2 separate regions of the Mus musculus genome follow, and region 2 is linked to region 1. A link is a contact called in public HiChIP or PLAC-seq data. All regions are on one chromosome and are shown on one strand. Each heading gives the region's core, a stretch centred on a gene start, on an enhancer-like site or on the middle of the called end of the contact. The rest is flanking DNA. Distances are from core to core; before and after follow the strand shown.

Region 1 (5,794 bases), core at 2,296-4,795:
AGTTAGTTGACTAAGCTTGAGTGGGTCTTTATTTGCTACCACAACATAATTTTACCACCCTGGCTATTGAGGAAGTTCATGACAGTGGATCACAGGGCTGTAAGTGTCTCCTAGTTTTCCTTTGAAACACTCAGTTGAATACAAATGTGCCTTTTAAAAACTGGCTGCCCAGTGATCAAAGTCCAGTTTCCTCCTGTGATCTAAAACCGAGAATTTTCCATGGCCATGTTAGAAATCTCTAGCTGATCTTTAACTCTCTCTTTTTTCTTGAGCCTGAGTGACCTAAAATGTATTTTCAATATAAAATGCCACATAGTTACTATACACGGTTTGTTTTCCAGGATTCGAATGGGGTATGAGGGCTATTCACTGTTCATGCTATAAATCTTTGTGCAAGTCAATCATTGTTTATAGCTGCTTGAAATGAGAGATAGGAAATTGTAAGAGGATTGGCTCCAAACTCACTCTTTTATAAGTGTGTGAAGAGCCATTTGATGCAAGAGTCAGTAATATTTATTGAATTTCCCAATGCAACTTTGAATTAGGAGTATGCAGTAGTTAGTCTTTATTTTCAACTTGACTGGATTTGGCTTGCCTCTGAGGGTATTTCCAGACCATTAACTGAGAAGAGAGGGAGGATCTACTTTTAATGTGAGGGCATCACCACATGGGCTCGGGACCCAACCAAAATATAACAAGAAAAGGAACAATGTGTGACTTCTCTTTGGGAGACATGTAACCTACAACAGACCAGACCATTTTACCCTCATCTATCTAGGTGAACTGAATGGGTGGGAGAACTATGGCAGCTATATCTCCAAGAAGTTTAGTTAGCCTTGACAATGACTAAGGAAAGCTGTATCCCTGCAGACAAACGCAGCTTGCAAGATATTGCAAGATATTCTTTGTGTTTGAATTCAGGGAATTTGGTGTAGGGAACTATGATCTTTCCATAAGAGCTTGAGGTTGTGTGTGTTGTGGGGCTGTGCTGTAGTATTGTCTAGGTCACAGAGAAAGCTGAATTCCTGCAGTGGAGAAGGATGTGCAATAACGTGAATTGGTGTTCTTTTGGTCCACCAGCAAAGAATTTTCCTTTAAGGAAAAGATAAAGTTTAGAACCATTGCCTATCAGGACACATTTCTGCCTTTGATTCGAAGGTGACAAAATACAAGAGGATTCAGCGTGCTTAGACTCCTGTGGTGATTAAGTCTTGATAGGGTAGTTTGGCCTCTAGTGCTACAAACACTTAACAGGAATATCAGTGAGTGTTTGAGCTGAGATTAGAGATCCTAGAACTCAAGACCCAAGATGAAAGATGCATTCCTGAGAAAGACATCCGGGCAGAAAAAGGAAACAAGAGGCACTGTGGTCCACTTACCAAGTTCAGTTTGGTGGGAGGCTGGGATCGAAGGTGAGTTAAGGGCAGGGATGTTGTGCCTAGTTCTAGCCTTGACTTGTTTTGGATACTGGAGGAAAGACTACATTATGGGATGGTACTTGACTGACTTCTTTTGCCACTGAACCCAAATTGGCTTTTGGGTTTCCATTACTAAGCCTCGTATAGTTTCTTTCTAGCAAGCCAGGCCAGACTAAAGAGGAAAAAGTAGTTGATGTTTTTACGCTCAGGCACACTTATAGTGGCTTACACATAAATTTCATGCTTAGCTTCAAGCCACTTCTCACTCTTCCATTGGCAGAAGCGGTCTGGGTTTTCTTGGGCGCCAGGAACCGCCCAAACAGAAGCAGAGCAGGGACTCCCCCATTTCTCTCTCCTGGCTCCGCCCAAGAGGGAGCCAGCGGAGCTCAGCTGTATGGGGAGGGGGTGGGAGGGCAACCAAGCAGCTAGGTTTCCCTGCAAGGAAAAACTAGCTCCATGCAGAGGTGGTGACGGAGAGGGGCACCGCTAATCAGCAACTGTAACCGGAAGGAAAAGAGATACACAGCCTGAGCCTTGGAGGGTGGCCACCCACCCGGAATCCCCGGCCCTCCCGCTCCTGCGTGTGTGGGCGGATCTGGAATCTCAACACAAAGGGAATCCTCGGCAGCAGGAAGTGCATCACGAATAAAGGGGACCGGGGCGGGGACAATGAGCCTCCTCCTTTCCCTTTCCACCCCGCCCTCGCGGAACCCAGAGCCGCAGCGAGGAAACCCCTAGAGTCCCTCATCACTCCAGGATCCCCAGGGATTGGAGCAAAGAGCCTCCGCCAGATGTTTTGGGGCTGCTTGCACCTGCTGCCACGCCCGGATCCTGGAGGAGGGATCCCAGCGGTTGCTGCAGCACCGCAGACACCTGTTCGCGTTTCCCTCCTTCTTTTCCGGGTGCAGCAGCACCTGGGCTTCTGTTTGTTCTCTCCTGGTCTCTTAACTTTCCCTTTCTTCCTTGCTAGGGCTTCAGTGGAACCAGGGCTCCGCAGGTCCCTTTGCCCTCCCGCAGGGATGCACCCTAGGTTTGGGTGGATTTCTTTCGGAGAATGTAGGTGGAGAGGGAGTCCCCTCCTGAGCCCTAGGGAAAGGGGCAGGGAGACCGCTTTTAGTTTTTCTGAAAAACCGGCAGTTCCTAGCACCCAACCAGTCGAGGGGCTGAGGGTGGGGTTGGGGGGACCCTTGCCGCGGTGGAGAGGGGATCACTTTGAAACTGTTTTTACACGAAAAAGCAAAACCAAAAAAAAAAAAAAACCTAACTCCCCTCTGTTAGTTCCACGTATTTTATAAATCAATAAAAATAAGCAAACTTTCTAGAAACACTCTATGCACACTTCATGGGAGAGTGGGAAAGCATTACCCATTTAAGAGGGGTTTTTCCCTTTTAGTTTTGGTGGTTGGGGGGACAGCAAAGTGAATTTGGCGAGGGAGTGTACCTGAATTTCCTTTCAGAGCTGAGGAAGGAGAGTTTACAAAACCTCACACCTGGAGAGACCCTGGTAATCAGAGTGGCAGGCATTCAGCTGACTTGGAGCTGGGAATGGCAGGTGCACCGGAAGGGGGGCACCTCCCTCCGGAGCCCCAGGCTGCCTTTGCTACCTAGGACACCACGCTGGGGTGCCTCCCCCTCCCAAGTTCTAGGCGGAGGCGGGTTACCTGCAGTGACCTGTCTCCTCCTCTCCACGACACCACACCCACGGGACTCTGGTCTCCCGGGAGAGGGACAGAGCTGGAACAAAGGGGTCTTTGTTCCCGGTTCCTGGGGGGCGGGTGTTGCTCTGGCTCGCGTTTCTCTGTTCCTCAGCGTCCCTGGGGGTACTCGAGGCTTAGCGCCGCAGTCTCCCCAGATGGGGCGCCGTCCTCCACGACCCTAGAGCGCGGGTCAGGGCGCGGCGCCCCGGGCCACCGTGAGCTCTCGAAGGCTCTACGGAGAGACCCTAGGGGTGTCTGTGCAGAAGGAGGAGGGAACGGCGGAGGACGCCTGGAACGAGGCGGGTTCAGAGCTATGATCACGGGCTGCTCTGGTCACAGTGCAGCGGCCAGGGAGTAGCTCCTTCTGCTGCCACCCCCTTTTTTTGCCCGGCCCCATCCTCTGCACGCCTGGCCCCCCGCCCCTGCCGTCATCACGCTCCTGGTGGCTTCTTCCAGCTTGGCACTTTCCTACAGAGCCATCCTTGTGGACAAACTTTGATGGGGAATTTCACACAGCGCTGGAAAAATGCCGGTTATGAAAGGATTACTGGCGCCACAGAACACCTTCCTGGACACTATTGCCACCCGTTTCGACGGAACACGTAAGTAGGGCTTGCCGGAGTTGCCCGTTTCCCTAGGATGGGTTTCTCTTCGACTTTTGCTCCCTCTCCTCTGTTTCCATCCGCGCAATAATTTGCCTTCATGTCAGGGTAGCCAGGGTATCTTTTAGTGGAGAAAGGAAACAAAATAAAACAAGATTCCCCCAACACACACACACAAATCATAAAAGCACTTGGTATTGGTTTAGGTGGATCACTTGATTGCCTAGGTCTGGAACACAGAAACACAGGTCTGAAAATGATCAACAACTCGCGGTGGGACCTGTGCTGTGCTGTACCTTGAGTAGCTTGGTGCAGGGTGAGATGCTGTGCACTTTATTTTTCTAGAGTTCTGACGCTGCCCGGGTTAGAGTTTGGAGGTTTTCCAGACTCCTATGACTTTTCATTCGAATTTAAGAAATCCTGCGTAGATTCATGGAGGCCAGGTGTGAGCTGTCCATAGACTTTTCTGAGTGCTGGAAGTCTCTCAGAATCTCCCCTCTTAACTCTGAAATTACCGCAACACTTGAGGAAAGACTATTGAAGAAGGAGGAGTTGAACATTGTGAAGACTAATTCGACCACAGGGAAAGTTTCAGAGTCTTTTGAAGTGAAATAGTATTGAATATCCGACTTCTTGTGTTGGACTGGGAAAAAAAAATTCTGAGTGCAGATAAGGTGTTTTTTGTCCTTCTGGAAAAAGCCCGGGATCTTTCAGGACCACGGTCAGGTCCTCTCCTCCAGGCTTCTTGTGCTGGAGCCTGGGAATCTTGTAATTGGTTATAGCCCTGTCCTTAAGAAATGCTGGCAGTAGGTCCCACCAGGATACCTACATCTTCATTATAGGAAGTTTCTGTGTGCTCGTGGCCCCTTTCCTGTCTGTTTCATAAGACTCATATAGACTCATTCATTCTAAAAGCTTTCTCAGCAGTTCAGGGTGTTTCTATTTTATATTGTGGCCGTGCATCTCTTGGAGCCCGTGGGAGATTTAACATCTCCTTCCACTTCCACACAGACTGTCTGGACGCGCAGACCCTTCTGAAAGGGTGGGATACAAGATTTTAATCTTTTGGAAGAGTTGGGCAAGTTTTACATGCTAGAAAGGTGAAGTACTCTTTGATTTTGTTTGGATTTTGTTTTTAAAATTTAGCCTCATCAAGGCTTGCTCACTTTTTTTTCCTTTTTTGTAGCTGTGTGTGTGTGTTTTTTTTTAAATACTCCTTAGAGGTATCCAGTCTTTACCTTTTCGTATTGTGTTTTATTAGATGACAATAAGAAAATTATTCTGGCACTGGTTCAAATCCCGTCCACTGACACCACCTTCATAATCAACACTACTGATTCTAACTGCTCTAAAGGTGGTGATATACTGCCAACATCCGCATCACTGTCTCTAGCTGCTATAACTGGAATCTCTGAAGAGGGGTTCTGTGCAGTTGATGGTTCTTAAAGTTGAATATTCCAAACCAAGGTGATCTAAGCATTGGTCCTGAGTGTATGTCTTGAAGGTGAGGGAATAGAAAATACTGATTGGCTTATGTCATTGTCATTTAAAGTTGAATGGAGGATTGTGTATACTGAATCATGCAAACAGAACCCTGGGAACTACCTCAGAATGACATGTGGATTTCAGTTGCTAATCAAATAGACTGTAGTATGAGAATTTGGACTTTTTCTGACTGTCATGATAAACAGAAGTGTACATGTAGAGAAATGGAGGTGTGTGTGTGTGTGTGTGTGTGTGTGTGTGTGTGTGTGTGAATCACACTAGTCTACACATTCTTGTTAAAGAACATAAGCTTAGAAAATTTTCAATCCTTACTTTAGAAGCTCATCATATACCAATATTATCTATCTATCTATCTATCTATCTATCTATATCTATCTATCTATCTATCCATCTATCTATTTGGTGACCATACCTGATCTGTGCTCCCATGGTCTTGAGGAATTCTGGAGAGATGGAGAGTGCACGAAACCACAGTATCCCAAGTAGTGAGTGACATAAACATTGACAGTGGCAAGATTTTGTTTACAACATTTAATGACTATTTCTTTTCCCAAGAAACTCTGTTACAAAA
Region 2 (6,444 bases), core at 3,497-5,996, 1.1 Mb after region 1:
TGCCAAGGAGTTTCTGCCAAGGGTTCCATCATTCTCAACATTGAGTAGACGAGAATACTAGGAAAAGAGGAGTCCAACCACGTGCAAGGATTGAATGTGGATGGGGTGATGGTTAGAGTGAGCAGGCTACTTCACTGAGATGTGTAGCAGTTATGGAGGAAGAACTGGGCACAGCTTAATCTTAGCACTCTGCTGCTGAGGCAGGAAGAAAATCAGTGTAAGGCTAGCTGGGCTTCAGACCGAGTTCTGGGCTTGCCCAGGCGACAAAGAGAGACCATGCTTCAATAACAGCCAACCAAACAGGGAGAAAGGCCGAAGTGCACAGCATAAAAAAGCTGACAACACAGAAGACCTGTTAGTCTTCTAACAGCAGGAATGTAGAAAGAGAATGCAGGGCACATCTGGTGGCAAGAAAATTAATGGATCAATACTTTTAAGAAGAGAGACTGAATATCTCTACAAGGTTAAGAAACAAGGGCAAGCCAAATGGCAGCACACAAGTTTTGGTGATCTTGACACAGCAACAGAGCACATGGTTTAAATGAGATAGGGTTTTACTATACAGACCTGGCCAGCCTAAAATTAAACTCCCTATGTAGACCAGGCTGGGGTGGGCCCTTACAGAGATCTGAATGCCTGTTTCTCCAGCGCAGGTATTAAAGCTATGAACACCATGCTTGGTCCCCTTTTTTTAATTTCCCCATTTTTCTTTTTGAAGTTCTGTTGTGAGGGAGAAACAAAGAAAAAAAAAAAAAAACCAAACAGATGAAAACCTGACCAAGAGTGGTTTCACCTTGAAGGCCAGAGTTTCTACAGACACTACACCTCTTAACTATAATATAAATATATCACATATAAAATATAAAGATTTACTATAAAACATAGGAACTACTAGAAAATGGTAGTACAAAAGAAACATGCTTTTAAAACTTCTCTTCTTTGTGTATACATTTTTAAAACATTATTTACTTATTTGGGGGGAGGCACGAGGAAGCATGCATAGAGATCAGAGGACAGCTTCTTTTGGTGGGGGGAGAGGGTCAGTTCTCTTTCCAGCACGGCGAGTCCCAATGACTGGACTCAGCTCATCAGGATTGTATCAACCGGCGGCAAACCCAATGATGTCTTTGGCTCCAAATCTTCACTTTTCTTCCACAATTACTTTTGCAGTGCTGAGGACGAATGAACTCAGGACCTTGTACATTCTAAACAAGTATTCCACTTCTGAGCTACAGACTCAGCCCAAGAAAACCTTACACTAAAATATCTCAACCTGCGCATGGCAGCACTTAGATGGCTGAGGCAGGAAGACTTTGGGGCCAGTCTGGTCTACACAGTGAGCTTGAGACCAGCCTGGTCGACATATTGAGATCTTGTCAGAAACAAACAAAGAAACAACGCTAAGCTCTCTACTACTGAAAAACCAACCTTGCGCACTGAAGTACAGGTACAGGATGGCTCACAAGTGATCACATGCATGTGTGACAGAGAAACAAGCAAAGCACCTGATATTAAATGCTAAGTACATATCAGCAACTAACTAGTAACAATACACTTAACGGAAAGTCATCAATAGATGGCATCGAAGGCGCGAGAATAATAGAATTTTTCCCCCTACTGTTTTGAGGCTTATGTCATTAAGTAGTCACTGAACACTGGTTCTTCTAATTTCAGCAAAAACTCTGCGAAGTAGGGGCTGGAGGTATGTATGGCTCAGCAGTTAAGAGTGTGAACAGCTCTTTGGGAGAACCCAAGTCTGGTTTCCAGCACCTATTTCAAGTGGCTCAAAATGCCTGTAACTCCACTCCGATGAGGATCCAATGTCTCTGGCTTCCATGTGCACACACACTCACATACATATACTTGCACATACTCACATACATATATTCACACCACTCACACACACACACACACACACACACACACACACACACACACACAATTAAAAAGGAATTGTTTAAAAACTGGAAAACCATGGGGGAGATTCAGAAACCATTAGGTTTACACTGTACTAACTGAAAAAGGAGGAAAAAAGATTAAGTGTTGAAGGAAAACAATCTTTAAAAAGTAATTGAAATCTTAGAGAAAAGTCATGAAATCATATGTAGGCTTCAAAAATCTCTTCTAGAGATGAGGTCTCATTGTGCAGTTCAGGTTGACCCATAACTTGGGTCTTTCTGAGTTAGCATATTGAGTTCTGGCATCACAAAATCGCAGGTATACATGACACTCAGGAAGAAATAGCACCTTCTAGAAAGACAACTGTCTTCGATAACGTCAATATACACATTATATGTGAGGGCACATATATGTATGTTACTTATTTCTATATAACACCTAATGTTATCCTCTGAACTACACACAGACACACACACAGAGTAAATGGATATAATGAAGTATTTTTTTAAAAAGTGACTCTCCGAAGAATACTTAAGAATATTTTCCATATCTAAATCTATATAAAGCTGAACTGCATATGGCAAAACTACACAGAAAAGTTTTGTACTGAATATACCTGAGTAGTTTCTTCACTTTGTCGGGAAGTTAGCTTCTCTTTCAATGCATACAGCTGACAAGTAAGGTAGTAGCATTCTTTTCTCAGTTGCAGGATGACATCCTGTGCTTCTCTCACTTTGGATTTCTCATTTTCCAAAGCCAAGACTAACAACCTGTTGTTATCTTGGTAATATCTCAGTAGTGTAGCAGTGTTAGCTATAAGATAAAATTTTCAGTTAGTAAGCCTCAACCTAGAAGGTGAAGCAGAGGCTAGAGATATCTCTCAATGGCTAGGAGTGCTTGCTAAGAAACCAATGAGGCCCACAGGTCAAATCCCCTAAAGAGCCAGGTGTGGTCCTGCACACTGGTGACTCTATCTGCTGTGGCAGGACGGAGGGAAGGTAAGGTGTTAAAGGTGTGTGGAGACAGGAGGATCTCTGGGGCTTGACTGGCTGCCACAATAGTTCCTTGTTCAGTGAGAGACCCTTTGCAGGGGAACAGGGCAGAGATTAATAGCAGGACTCCAGAACTTCTACTACAGCAACACCCCACTGTGCTCCACACACAAAGAAACACACACAACACACACAAATGCCACACTTTCAAAGTAAGAATGCTGGAAGAAGACAACACAAAATTCTCTTACTGGGTACTTGGCCCGGTGCAACAATAAAGGACTTGCGTTTCCCAATCCCCGCCAAATTTTTATTCCTTTTTTCTTTCATTCGATTCTTAATGTCTTCAAGGGTATCTTGAAAGGACCTTTTCTGACACCTTTCCTTAGCCATCTTTGTCTTTGAATTAAAAACAAAACAAAAAAAAAAAAAACCAATGAACACTTCTCAGATATTTTTTAAACATAAAATTTAAGAAACATAGGCTGTTCATCAAGAAGGGATTACAAAAGACTAAATTGTAAACTTACTTCAAAAAAAGCAATATTTTGATTTTCTGCTTAGAAATATTAAGTCAGGTGTTGTAGAATAATCCAAGCTACTAAAAAGGCTAAGGCAGGTGGGTCATAGATTTATGCTTGGGCTACATAGTGAAATTCATCTAAAACAAAACAAGAAGAAAAAAGATGTTAGAATCAAGCCATCATAAGAAAAAAAATCCCATAAAATGTCATTCATGCTTTTGCTATAACCTTATCTTCTACTATTTCATAGGAAAGTATTAAATAACTCCAGAAAGTATCAATTATTCATCTTATAGTAAATATTCATTGGAGGCGTACAACATTCTAGGCTCTATGGGAACTTATTATTTTGGGACAGGATATTGCTGTTACCCAGTCTGGTTTTGAACTTAAGAGCTCTCATGTCCTTCCTACCTCAGCCTCCTGAGTAGCTGGGACCACAAATGTATGAGCCATAAGCAGACTTACTTTTCTTACAATGTTTATAGCCAACCTTTAGTGTTTAGGATTACAGTATTAGTTCAGAAGCAATTTATATGTATATCTGGGTTTCTGTTTGGCAGCTTTTCTCTAGTAATTTTGGGGCTGAGAAAACATGTATTCATGTTAATAACAGTAGCGTGCTTCAAGCAAAATAAACTTCCTGGTCTCAAAATTGTAAACTGTTGCCAACCACAATGTGTGCATATAATTGTCACCACAAGAACTATCTTGATTCATCTCCTTTTAGTTAAGTGTTTTCTTGAATCTCTTCTTGAGTATTCTCACCAGGACGTATTTTCCTCCACGCATAATGAAGCCTTAAATTGGTACTGTATATCTTATCTAACCCTTTATTTTTACCAATGTGTATATACGATAGATTGGAGAGGGGAGTTCAACAGAATAAATGCAACGACTTCTTATAAGAATGGGTGGGTCACCATCAAGTTTTAAAAGTTTGCACCGGAGACATCTGAGTGACACACAGAATGAATAACTGATAGAGTTAAAGTTAATTACAGTTTGTTCGCGTGCGCGAGCACAGTGGGATGGAAATCGGGCCTTGTGCGTGCTAGACAGTGCAAGTCGGCGAGAACACCCCTTCCTCCGGCCCCTATCTAAAAAGTTTTTGCTACTTTGATTGAGCAAAAGCCCTGTCGATTTCGGGGTGCTCGCTTTCGCGAGCGGAACGCGTCGTCCGGTCGGAGAGATACCTCCAGTCCCGCCGCCCGTACCGCTCCGTACCTCGGCCACTCAGGTCCGGACGAGCAGATGCAACCTCCCGCTCCGCCGCGCTCCGCAGCTACCGCCGCCACATTCGAAATTCTGCGTTACGCGTATCCATTGGCTGGCCGGACACCATCACGTGACACTCCGGCCCGCCCTTCTCCGTAGACGCAGCGCCCGGCCCCGGGGAATGGCATCACGTGGCGCGCCTGCGCACGCGCAGCTGTGGCTGGGGTGGGGTAGAGGGGGTGGAGTCAGGCTGGAATTGAGGCCTTGGCTCGGCGTCCGCCTTCCCACAGCCTAGAGATCTAGCGACTTTGAGACTGGGTCTTGTCTGGGTGCGTCCCTGACTTCCGGTTAGACCTGGGGTGTTGACGCAGGCCTGAGAGCCCAGCTCTCAGAAGGCTGAGGCAGGAGAATGACGAGTTCGAGTTGAAGCCTGAGTTGGAGCACGAAAGATCCAAACAGATCCTGGCGTGGCTTGTCAGGGCGCCCAAGGCCGCGCAGCTCTTGTGCTCCGGGGCGCGCCCGTGTGGCAAACGTCCATCCAGCACGTTTAGCGCAGGCTCAGCGAAAGGACTGATGTGAGAGACTGGGCTCTCCAGGTTCAGCCCGCTGGCGAGATCTGCGGGTGGGCCTGGCTGATTCAAGAAGAAACGCCAAGTGACAGCCCGATCCTGTCCTGTGCATTTACGGAAGAGATTTACAACCGGCTGCGCTCACCTCAGAAGTCATTGTAGTGCAGCAGCCGTGACTGAATTAGAAGGTCATCTTGTGGGATCCGTTTTTTAAAGTGCTTTCCCGGGAACAATCTAAACTTCTTTATCAGTTCCTGATAATAGTCAAGGAATTGGGTTTAGTCATGCTGAGAAAAGTTCGGCACGCTTACACATCAGGCAGCGTTACTGGGTAGTTCTGAAGGCACACAAAGAAAATGGGAAGGGGAAGGTGGCAGCAGGGAGCCCTACCACAAGACATTTGGAGCCTCCACAGTTGAGTGATTGCTTCATAAGTCATATCCTTGGCAGATGTCTTGTGCCATAAGGTAGATAGATATACGTAGCCAATATAACAAGTTATATTTTACTATGCTGGTCATCACACAAGGTTCACACTCTTAATTTCTTACCTAGGGTCCTAAGATTATCGTTCCACGGCTGCTCATTTATGGCTCTCTTCTTTGTTTTCTGTTTGTTTTTGTTTTTGAGACAGGGTCTTCTTGTAGCCCAGGATGACCTCTAACTCCTTACGCTGTAGAGAAGTCTCTCTGTGTACCTTTGACTGTCTTGGAACTCACTATATATTTGAGGTTGGCCTCAAATGCAAACAGATCCACCTGCTTCTGTCTCTTGAATGCTAGATTAAATGTGTGTACCACCATGTCCATCTCCTAAAAAAGTTTGGTTTTGGTCTGTTTATTTGGCATTCAAAAAACAAAACAAAGCAAAACAAAACAACGGGTTAAGGCAGGTTTTTTACACAGCCTAAGCAGACTTCAAATTCGTGATATTTCTGCGATGACCAGGAACACACAGAGATATGCTAGTCTTGGCCTCCCAAGTGCTGACATTAAAAAAAATTTTTTAAAAAAGATTCCTTTGGAAATGTGGATATGATCCAGATATCAAAAGCTTTTGCTGCTCTTGCAGAGGACCTGAGTTCAGTTCTGAGCACCCATGTCAGGCAGCTCACAACCACCTCTGACTTCAGCTCCAGATTTGATGCCCTCTTCATGGGCACCTGTGTACAGCATGTGGCATACGTGATCAAAGAGAACACATACATATATACAAAAATAAGAATTAAAAAACCCTTTGAAA

Evidence for each region. HiChIP or PLAC-seq counts read pairs in DNA pulled down with a chosen protein or histone mark.
Region 2: a contact with region 1 is called in an H3K27ac HiChIP or PLAC-seq map of embryonic stem cells, with 6 times the contacts expected there. The contact joins the promoter of Sgo1 here to the promoter of Kcnh8 in region 1. A contact is called at or near these places in 2 of 39 promoter capture datasets (cranial neural crest and embryonic stem cells), 3 of 484 Hi-C or Micro-C datasets (CD8 T cells, LSK cells and pro-B cells) and 10 of 115 datasets of contacts at active chromatin or transcription factors (astrocytes, differentiating embryonic stem cells, embryonic forebrain and 4 more).

What each region holds. Positions count from the first base shown.
Region 1 is chr17:52,599,164-52,604,957 of GRCm38.p6, forward strand. It overlaps Kcnh8 (potassium voltage-gated channel, subfamily H (eag-related), member 8), which reads left to right and starts at 3,546. Exons shown (of 16, transcript NM_001031811.2): 1 at 3,546-3,717. The coding sequence starts at 3,642. Gm27217 (predicted gene 27217) reads right to left here and starts at 3,497. Exons shown (of 2, transcript NR_155517.1): 1 at 3,080-3,497.
Region 2 is chr17:53,684,569-53,691,012 of GRCm38.p6, forward strand. Sgo1 (shugoshin 1) reads right to left here and starts at 4,747. Exons shown (of 9, transcript NM_028232.2): 1 at 4,643-4,747; 2 at 3,422-3,552; 3 at 3,143-3,290; 4 at 2,516-2,712. The coding sequence starts at 3,284. It also overlaps the pseudogene Gm31532.